Regions from separate parts of the Mus musculus genome. Here region 1 is linked to region 2. Evidence: chromatin contacts called from public HiChIP or PLAC-seq data. All regions are on one chromosome and are shown on one strand. Each heading gives the region's core, a stretch centred on a gene start, on an enhancer-like site or on the middle of the called end of the contact. The rest is flanking DNA. Distances are from core to core; before and after follow the strand shown. Region 1 holds the start of Glrp1 (glutamine repeat protein 1). Region 2 overlaps Gm29538 (predicted gene 29538).

The links. HiChIP or PLAC-seq counts read pairs in DNA pulled down with a chosen protein or histone mark.
Region 1: a BATF HiChIP or PLAC-seq map of CD8 T cells shows a contact between it and region 2, with 8 read pairs. The contact joins the promoter of Glrp1 here to the enhancer-like site in region 2. A contact is called at or near these places in 3 of 39 promoter capture datasets (hippocampal neurons, liver and macrophages), 2 of 15 datasets of contacts at CTCF or cohesin (the NIH/3T3 cell line and embryonic stem cells), 4 of 484 Hi-C or Micro-C datasets (CD4 T cells, double positive thymocytes and uterus), 6 of 115 datasets of contacts at active chromatin or transcription factors (CD8 T cells, embryonic stem cells, extraembryonic endoderm stem cells and 1 more) and 1 of 9 other capture datasets (macrophages).

The regions. Positions count from the first base shown.
Region 1 is chr1:88,507,201-88,511,987 of GRCm38.p6, forward strand. Glrp1 (glutamine repeat protein 1) reads right to left here and starts at 2,866. Exons shown (of 3, transcript NM_008132.2): 1 at 2,591-2,866. The coding sequence starts at 2,686.
Region 2 is chr1:88,449,028-88,454,000 of GRCm38.p6, forward strand. All of the region lies in intron 1 of Gm29538 (predicted gene 29538), which reads right to left. Among named protein-coding and RNA genes, the nearest start is that of Gm28888, 8.7 kb to the right of the region's middle. Within about 2 kb of position 1,899, at least 17 of the 459 cell types and tissues checked have an H3K27ac peak or open chromatin away from gene starts, as enhancers often do. A contact at or near this core is called in CD8 T cells, where this site is marked.

The sequences.
Region 1 (4,787 bases), core at 1,616-4,115, 59 kb after region 2:
AACCAGAGTGACCATCCAGTGGATCGATTTTACTTTTGTACACCAAGAACTCTGATTGTACTTGCTTCCTCATGTAGACCTAATGGGGAGGTGATTTTAAATTCCACCTTTCTGGATTTCATTTCATGTTCTCTGAAAATCAGCAAGTCGTGGCCTTAGCTACTCCACGTACTGTTGAATACAGTCAGGAGGAAGGAGGCTGGCGGCACTGTGTGCATTGGCCTGCCAAGATTCCAGAACAGAGCGTGCCCACCCACACACTGCTCTTTAGCCAGCTCTGCAGGTGCCCTTCCTGGACAGGGTTTCTTCTTTGTAAAAACAAAACAAAACAAAACAAAACAAAAACAAAAACCAATATTTACACTTATTTATTTAATTTGTGTGCACCCATTGGACAGTTCTGAGCCTTCAGATACTTTGGCTGTGTAGAGAGACTGGGCAGAAAACTTTGTGTTAGAGAGTGCCCTTAAATTCCCTCCATCTTTCTCTCAGTCTCTCAGGGGACTAGCCTATACCTTTGTAACCTATCAGTCCTCACTTGGTAGCTGTCAGAAGCTACAAGGCTAAGAGCAAAACAAACAAACAAAAACAAAAACAAAAAAATTAATAATAATGGAAGTGTGAAAATGCTAACAGTCTGCAAACTGAGCTGTCCGTGCAATGATCCCTAGCAGGCTCTGAAAAACTCCCAATCCACCAGCAAGTTGACACAATTGTTTTGCCTGAGATGCACATTTGAAGTGTATGTTCGCTGTTCCAAAGAATGCTTTAATAGGGTTTGTTTAATTTTGCTGGCTCCTAATTCAAACATTCGGCTGCCTTAGTTGTCGGTGACTAATTGCAGGTTTGTATTTGTGCAGGAATTACTCAAAGCTACTCTTAAAACCTCTCTGCACTCTCAAGGTGACTCACCTCTTCCAGCCCCACCGCTAACAGCGGAATTATCCTGAAGGTGCTTCACGAAATGCATGAGAGTGGATTAAGGTGACAGACCGCTCCTGCGTGCAGACTTTTTCTTTATTATTTACCTATTACATTTATTTAGTGTATGTGTATGGCCACAAGCTCAGGTCCTACAGTGTGTCCCACAGCACAGGTATGGAGGCCAGAGGATAGCTGGTTGGAATCAGTTCTCTTCTCCCACCATGGGAGTTCCGGGATGGGATTCAGGTCTCCAGGTTTGTTATCAACAGACCTTTGTCTACTGAGTCATCTTGCTGGCCTCACCCTGTTTCTCTTCTCTTGTTTTTAGTGTATGTATGTTTGTGTATGTGTATATACATGCATATGTGTGCATGTGCATGCATGTTTATGTGTATGCGTCTGTGAGTGTGTACACACATGCAGCTAGAGGTCAACCCTAGGTGTTATTCCCCATGATCTGTGCATCTCGGTTTTTGAGACAAGGTCTCTGTCCTTTTGGCTAGTGATTGCTAGGAACGCACTCATGGCCACCTCTCCAGTGCCAGGATTAACAAGCACTCTGAACTGAACAGCAAGCACTTTACTGACTAAGCCATCTTCCCAGCTTCCTAGTCATGTCTACTTATTATTTTTACTGAAGTGCAACATGTAAACACAAATATCAATAATAAGGATCTATAATGAAGGGAATTCCCAGTGTGGGCAGACTCAGGACAAGAGCAAGATTGTCAGTGCATTGAAGCCCGGTCTCTGGCCCTGGCTTCTGCCCGGAAGCCCATCTGAGGCCTTGGCTTCTGCTGAGTTCAGGCCCCTCTGTGGCCTTGGGTAAGTGGAGTCAGAGTTTACACTCTTTTGTCTGACATATTCTTCTTCTCACTCACTGTATCCACTGGGCTTTTGATTTTGTTTCTTTAGTTTTTAAGCTGAGGTCTCACTAAGCTGCTTCTGTAAGCTTGATTCTGGATCCTTTGACCTCACCCTTCTGAAGAGCTGGAACTTCAGGCACACATGACCACACTCAGCTTTCGCTGTTGCTCATTTTTCTTGCCGTGTAGCCCTTTATAATGAGCCACTATTTGTTTTTATATTCTTAGTCCTGACCCTAGTAACTAAAAGCTGGGATTCTCATTTTTAAATGTTTATCAGTCATTTATTTAACAATGTTGATCCATTTATCTGTCTTTCTTTGGACTTCTATTTATTTTAAAATAATAATTTTCAATTTTAAAAATACTTTAATCTATAGAAAAGTTGCAAGAATTACCATCTGAGGAACACACATTTCTTTCTCCACCTAAGATTCATCCATTGTTAACCGTCTGTGATGTCAGCTGAGTACTGGCCTACTCTCTCCTTCCCGATCCTCCCCTCCCTCCTCTTTTTCCCCTTTTCACTGGCCAATCATTTTTGAGCTTAAATTGTAACTGCCAAAATATTTAGTCTCAAAATATTTAAGTAGGACACCTAAAATACAACTTTGGTTTTTGGGTTTTTTTTTTTTTTTTTTTAAATCCCAAAATTGCGACAAAACTCAAGCAATTAAACGTCTTCAGGCTAATACTGCATACCGTGCAAGCACATGAAATCCATTGATCGTCCACATACCAGTTGTAGTGGTGTTCAGCCCTGACCTGATCTAGGAGCAGTACATACTTAATTGTCATACCTCCTTGGCCCCGTCCAGCCTAGAGTAGGCCCTTCTCTTTCTCCTTTTTCCACTTTTGATGATAGCAACATCTCTGAAGAGGCATATGCTGCTCATGTGTCCAGTTTGAAGACGGGGTCGTTTGGTGAAACTTTCAGTTTCAGTTAGTCTCTGTTGCTGTAACAGAAGAGGACAGACGAGGGTAGTTTACTAAAAATAGAAACCCATTTCCCACAGTTCTCCAGACCAGGAAGTCCATGGCCACTGTGCCGGGGGTCTGATGACATCCTTCTTAGAAGTTACAAACTGTGGCGCATGGGATGATGAGGGCTGTTTGAATAGCAAAGGTGAGTCAGCAGGGTTAAACGCTGCTGTGTGGTTCCTCTTCTACAAGAATCTCAATCCCATTCCGGAGACAGGAGTCAGCCCACCTCATCCCCACTCGCAGGCCCTCCCTCACTCCAGAGACATTTGTGTCAGCAACATTGGAGTTTGGGGAAGGACACAGTCTATTATTGTGTGTAGACTGAAGCAACAAGGTGTTGCCCTCACCATGAAAGCTGCAGAACAGATTCACCCAGCTCTTAGTGGGGCGACAACTCTCACTGCAGAGCCTCAGTGACCTCCTTTTCACATTCACTTAATTATCTGCACGCAGTCACGTGCTCATGGACCTGCACACTTACACATTCAGCTTCATGTCTACTTGTTTTTATTAAATGGCTTCTTTATTTTTTTGCTTATAATAGTTTCCTCTTTTTTGTTGTTGTTGTGGGATGACAGGTTTGTTTATTATTTATTTTTGTTGTGCTGTTACTGTATATTTTGAGGTAGGATCTCTTGTCTCCCTAGACAGCCTTGAACTCCCTCTGTAGCCATGGTAACCTTGAACTTCTAATCCTCCTTCCTCTGTCTGGTGTGGGCAGGTCTGGTCTACATGGCGCTGGGGATTGAACTCTATGCACGGAACTCTATTCCCAGCCCTTTTTATTGGTTTTAAAACAGCTCCCTATATTGATGGCAAAGCTGACATAAGCTGACAGTATTTCTCAAGACTGCCACTTGTTCCTGGTGATGGTTTCTGTTTTTCATTAACACTGTCTCTTATCTGCTCTAACATGAGCTTTCTTTCTGCCTTTGATGTTTCACCATCCATTTTCCTTGAATAGTAAACGTAGATTGCCTAAACTCCTTATGTTTTATTATTCTTATATACCTTTTATTTTTATTTCTTCTAAGGATTTATTTATTTTGTATGTGTGAGTGGTTTTGCTTGTGTGTGTCTATGTGCCCTATGCATGGCCGGGGCCCTCGGAAGAGGTCAGAAGAGGGCGCTGGACTTCCTGCAACTGGAGTTATATGGATGGATGTGGCTGCCAACAGAGCCTGACGATGCTAATGCTCTGACTGTGGACGTCCAAGCTTTTGAATGACCAGAAACACAGCCACCATGTAGGTGCCAGGAGCCAAACCCACGTCATCTGCAAGAACAAGAAGTGCTCCAAGCCATCTCTCCAGCCCCCTCCCCTTTCACATGGAAACATATTATTTCTTGCTTTTTTAGAGTAAGGAGGAGTAGATATAGCTTTTGTCCATGCTTATCGACTCGGTAGAGTTTCTGTGTAGGCAAGAACATATCAATCAATAGGAAGGAAGCCCCTGCCCTGGTGGGGAAATAGAACAGGACTTTCATTCTTATTAAAGAACAATTCTCAAGGTTTGTCAAGTCTAAGAAGGTCCATGCTGCTATTAATTATGGATTGAATCTTGAGGATAGGGTGGCCTTCTGCTAACTGAAAGTTTGCACGACAGTAATGGATGATTCGATCCTTTGACCCCATTGCTGGCTGAGGGGAGGAACAACACCTCTGTTGGCACTGAAGCTTGCAGAAGCTTCCATCAAAGGCAGCAGAGAGGGAGCATTGATGAGCACCTAGCAGGAAAGGAGGAAAAACTACCTGGGGAACAAGATGAGGAACCTCAAGGCTCCCCCAAACCCTGGAGCTGAGAGTACACTGGATCTGGGAGGTGAGGTTTGAGGAAACCTGACCTCACTAGCAATGTGGAGAACCAAATAACAAGGCTTTGGGAGACAGAGTGGGGTATGCCAGGGAGGGTGGTGCTGAGTGTCCCAGCCCAGCAGGAGATGGCCACTAGAGTGAAGAGACTATAAAAGTGCAACAGGCCTGCTGGATCCTAAGTGACAAAGATGTGTTTC
Region 2 (4,973 bases), core at 649-3,148:
TATTATCTGTGTGCTTACTATTAGATGTAAACATGCAGACTGTGTCTCCTTTTTTGAAGATTTATGTATGAGTGGTGTATGTGTGTGTGTGTGTGTGCACGCGTGTGTGTGCTCATGAGTGAGCATACACACCTACAGAGGACAGAAAAATGAATCAGATCCCCCTGGAGGTGGAGTTAAAGACACTTGCAAGCCACCTGACATGGTACTGGGAACTGAATGAGTCTTCTGTAAGATAAGTGCACATTCTAACCATTGAGCCATCTTTTCGGCCCTGTTTCCTCCTCCTCCCCTCACCCCCCAACTTCTCATCCTCCTCCATGTGTATAGGAATTTGCCTGCATGGATGTCTACGCACCATATGTATGCAGTGCCCAGATAGGCCAGTAAAGGGCAAAAGATTCCCCTGGAACTGGAATTATAAATTGTAGCTGTCACATAGGGGCTGGAAATCAAACCTTGGTATTCTGGAAGAACAATCAGTGTTCTTAACCATTGAGCCATCTCTCCAGCCCCAGGTTTCTTTTGATCAGGAGAAAGAGAGAGGTAAGAGAGAGAGAGAGAGAGACACATACAGAGAGAGAGAGAGAGAGAGAGAGTGCGTGTACGTGTGTGTGTGTACGTGTGCACGTGTGTGTGCATATGTGTGTGTGCATGTGTGTGTGTGTGTGCGTGTGTATGTGTGTATTAGTGTATTCTGTGATTCTTTCCATGTGGTTTAGATGCTCTGCCGTTTCCCTATGTCACTAGCATTCTGGCTACACCTCTCTCTTTTTAATTTCATTTTTAATAGTTTGCCTTATTGTGTTTGTGCCCACTGATTTCTTCTGCATGGCTGGGTGCTGTCCATCTCATCCAGTGGTCTACATTTTTTATCTTCATCTCTGGGTGTCCTACTTGGACCAGTGCCATTGCTACACTTCCCACTTTATTGTGATCATGGTTCCTGTAAGGACTTGAATGTGTGGTGACCGTTTATGATAATCACCCTTTCCTGCTAGTTCAGTCCTCTCTATCATGTGAGCAGTTTGTCTACCACCCCTTTGGGTGGGGAGTCTTATTGGACATGGGATACTGTAGCCATGAGTCTCAAGAATGTTATACTTTTTGGGATTCTTTGAATTTTGTTTTCTCACTGAAGTCACATGGATTCTAGTCAATAGTTTTGAGGCTCGTGTTCAAGGTTTTCTAGGGCTGGCCCAGGATTCTTTTGAATCTAGGAAAATGCCTAGACAACCACTCCCCTGATTCCATCAAACCAATTATTTTCTGAGGATGTAATCTATTGTTTCATTATCAAAAGCCCTTTCTGTGATGGAGAGAAGAGCCCTACGTGAGTTTAGAGAGTTGTTCTAGATTCCACCTTCTGGAGAGTCTTTTCTGGACTCAGTTACCTCTCACACACTCAGATCAACACAAATCAAAACATTTGGAGGTTTCTCTCTGGCTTTCACTAGAACCATTCCTCTTTGTAGCTCTCCCCTTTCTGTATTTTGCCATGCTGGCCTTTCTGAATGCTGGGCTCTTTAACCTTACAGTATAGCATGGAAACCACTTCCAGACTTTAAACCGGGGTGATGCTGAGAGTCCTTCTGTCTGTCCATCTGTCCGTCTCTAGGTGATTCTCTTCTTGGGCTGGCCTCTTTCTAGGAAGCACTGTCTCTTACTCTCAACATCTACTTATTGAAAGCATGCACAGTGCTGAGACTCCACTGTGGCCAGCCCCAGAGATGCACATCTATTTGACTTGGAAAGAATAGAAACTTGTCACAAAGTCATCATTTACAATTGAGAATTCAATGGTACGGGAAGAAGCAACTGAAACAGAAACAACCTTAGGGCTTCCGGTTCTAACTTTAACCCACTGCAGAGGATGTGTAAAGTTCTCCTGCGGTAATTACATTAACAAACCTTTAGTCTTTCACAGTTTTGGCCGCCACATTTTATGCACAGCAGTGAGTTGTCAGGCTCTGTGAACTTGGTTACAATTTCTGCTTCAGAAGGAATGGCTGTCAGGCCTAGATCCCTTTTCTCCTTGGGCTGTGTGAGAATATTTTTAGGCAAATTGGAAGAGAAAATAAGCCCCCTGCCCACACTGTAGTGAGTGGCCAGGTCAACCAAAGATGGAAACGTGCTGACCAGCCAGCAATTTTCCTTCGGAGACTGTATAATGAACAGTTAGAATTACTCAGTTACACAGTGACAGAAAAATAATTGCGAGCTTGAAGTACCCTGAATACCTGGAATTGAATTTTGCAATAAATCTTTAAAATAGTCACTCATGTTTGATTTCTTTATATGGTGTATAATGGCTTCTCCACTGAAATACAGGCGCCTTTGATTTTCCATCTTTCTATGATGCCTCTTTTAAAAATGACAATCTTGTCTTGTGGTACCCACAGGTTGGCACCGTGGGCTGACTTTGCACCCAGCAGCATCACAGCTTGGGACAGCCCTCCATGCTGCCAGCTGTTCTCTGCGGTCCTTGCTGCACACCACCATGCTCCTGGGAAGCCTGGCCAGCTCTTCTGGTGGCCCTTCTGACCTCTTTCACCCTTTTATTTTGGTTGTACGATGTAAGAACCATTGAGCGCTACACATTCATGTCATCTGTTTATACTTAAAAGAATAGTAGTGTACACTCAACTACTTTATGACAGATTTTATTTATGTAAAACCAGGCATCATAACATCTTAGGGCTTTAGGGGGCTATAGGCATTGTGTGTGTGTGTGTGTGTGTGTGTGTGTGTGTGTGTGTGTGTGGTGTTTGTGTGGGTGTGTGCATACATAGTATGTTCATGTAGATATCAATATAGGATGTCTTCCTGAGTTGCTTCTCCACCAATATTTTTTGAGATGGGGCCTCACACTGAACCTGGAGCTCAGGGATTTGGCAAGGCCAGCGGACTTGTAAGCTCCGACAGATGCTGCCGTCTCTGTCTCTACAGAGGGGGTGGTAGGCATGTGTCTACTGCACAGCAGGCTCTTTATTTACTTTTTAACTTTTTTATTGATTCTTTGTGACTTTCACATCGTGAACCCCGAGTCCCATTCATCTATCTCCCTGTCTCTGTATCTGCCTGCCCTTGGCCCTTGAAACCTCCTTCTCCCCAGCCCTCAAGAAAACAAAAAAGTAAAAACAGAAACAGAGAAAGAAAGAAAGAAAGAAAGAAAGAAAGAAAGAAAGAAAGAAAGAAAGAAAGAAAGAAAGGAAGGAAGGAAGGAAGGAAGGAAGGAAGGAAGGAAGGAAGGAAGGAAGGAAGGAAAGAAGGAAGATCTCGCCCTGCAAGCTGCAGTGTGTCATGGTGTATCACACTGTTGTGCCCTTTTGACTAAGCATCTTTACTTGCCAGTGTTTATGGAATGAGTCATTGGTCTGGTTCGAGGCACTATTGGTACTGGAGCCTCTCTGGGGTTCCTCTCAGTTATCAGCTTTGGATCTGTAGGACCGGCCTCTTTATGAGCTCCAGCAGTTCATACATGGGGTAGGCGTTGTGGTGTCAACTCCAAGCCCTGGACCTGGGCCTGGACGCTAGCTGAGTTGGTCAGCCCACCCGCTAACCTGAATTCACACCACAGGGACAAGCTCTCCAGCTCTGCTCCAGTAGCCCATCCAAAGTGCCACAACCAGAAAGAGGCAGGGTCAGCTCTGCACAGCCCTTGGGTCCCAGGCAGCAGCCCATACAGGGGACGTCTGCATGGCCTTTGGTGATAACATGGACATTGACACAGACCCCTGCTGCTACAGGACTCAGGCTACTCACATTGGGCTCCCCACCCTCAAGTCTCCAGTTCGGCTTCTCTTTCTCTCTAATCACACCATATACTTACACATCACCGTAGCTGCTGAGGTGAGTAGGCCATGAGGCTGACAGGCCTCTGAATGTCTTCCACCCACCCATGCTGTGTGGCATCAGACGGACCTTGCAGCAGGCTTTTTAATATGGTCAGGGGTGGGGGAGGGGCGGTGGTCTGAGCTCAGGTTCCCACAGTTCTGCATCGGACACTGACAGACAGAGCCCTCTGCCTAGCATTTAACACAGCAGTTGAGACAGAGAGTAGACAAACGCGTTTATAGATAAAGCCATGAGTTTAGGGAAGATGTAGCTTGTACCAAATAACTGGATTGACTTCGCAGTCAAGTTTCTATTGTGTTTGCAGTACTGTGGTTTCCCCACATTGGGCCTGTCCTGTGTGGTGACCCTGACCTAGGATCTTGGGCTTTTAGTCAGAGGGAAGGAAGCAGGCTGTGAACTGAGGTTGGAGTGTTTGGAATAATATAGGCCAGCTGACTGGATTCCTTGGCAGTGAATGGACAAGCGTAAAAGCAGGCTCTGTGCAGGATACTAGGGATACCTGGACAGACAGGACTAGACCCTGCAGGAAAGACGGTGCTGTGTGCTCACACACAGAAGAGAAATCTGCAAATCAACAAGGTAGGCAGAACAGCAGCTCTTGGTGAAAGGAGACACTGAAGGGGGTGATATTTATGCTAATGGGAGCATAAGGAGGGGCAAGGAAAAGCTTTGTCTTCATCAAAGAAAGTCGTTGCCAGGTAAGCAATCAGGGGACAGCAGGATATGGCGTGTGGCATAAATAAATAAATAAATAAATAAATAAATGGGTCAGAAATGAAATGCTGATAGAATAGGTGGGAAGTAATTTGTGAACGAATTTTTCTGCTCCTCAGAATGTAAGTGGTATTTCTGGGAGAGGTTTTGGGTGTCTTCCCTCACGTTTCCAATTACTAAAGCTAATTATTCACCTCATTTGCATCCTATCTCTAGGCAGGAGCTGGTGAGGGAGGGCCCAGGCCGGTGGATGTCTGTGGTTTGGGGAGGTGGGGGCTCTTGCTCGCTTAAAAAAAAATGAAGACAGTGCCGCTCTTGGAGGTTAAGCATTTTCAGACATATTGGGACAGAGTTTGCCCTCTCTGTTTCCCTTGGGGCTGGTAGATTCCAGATATTTGTTG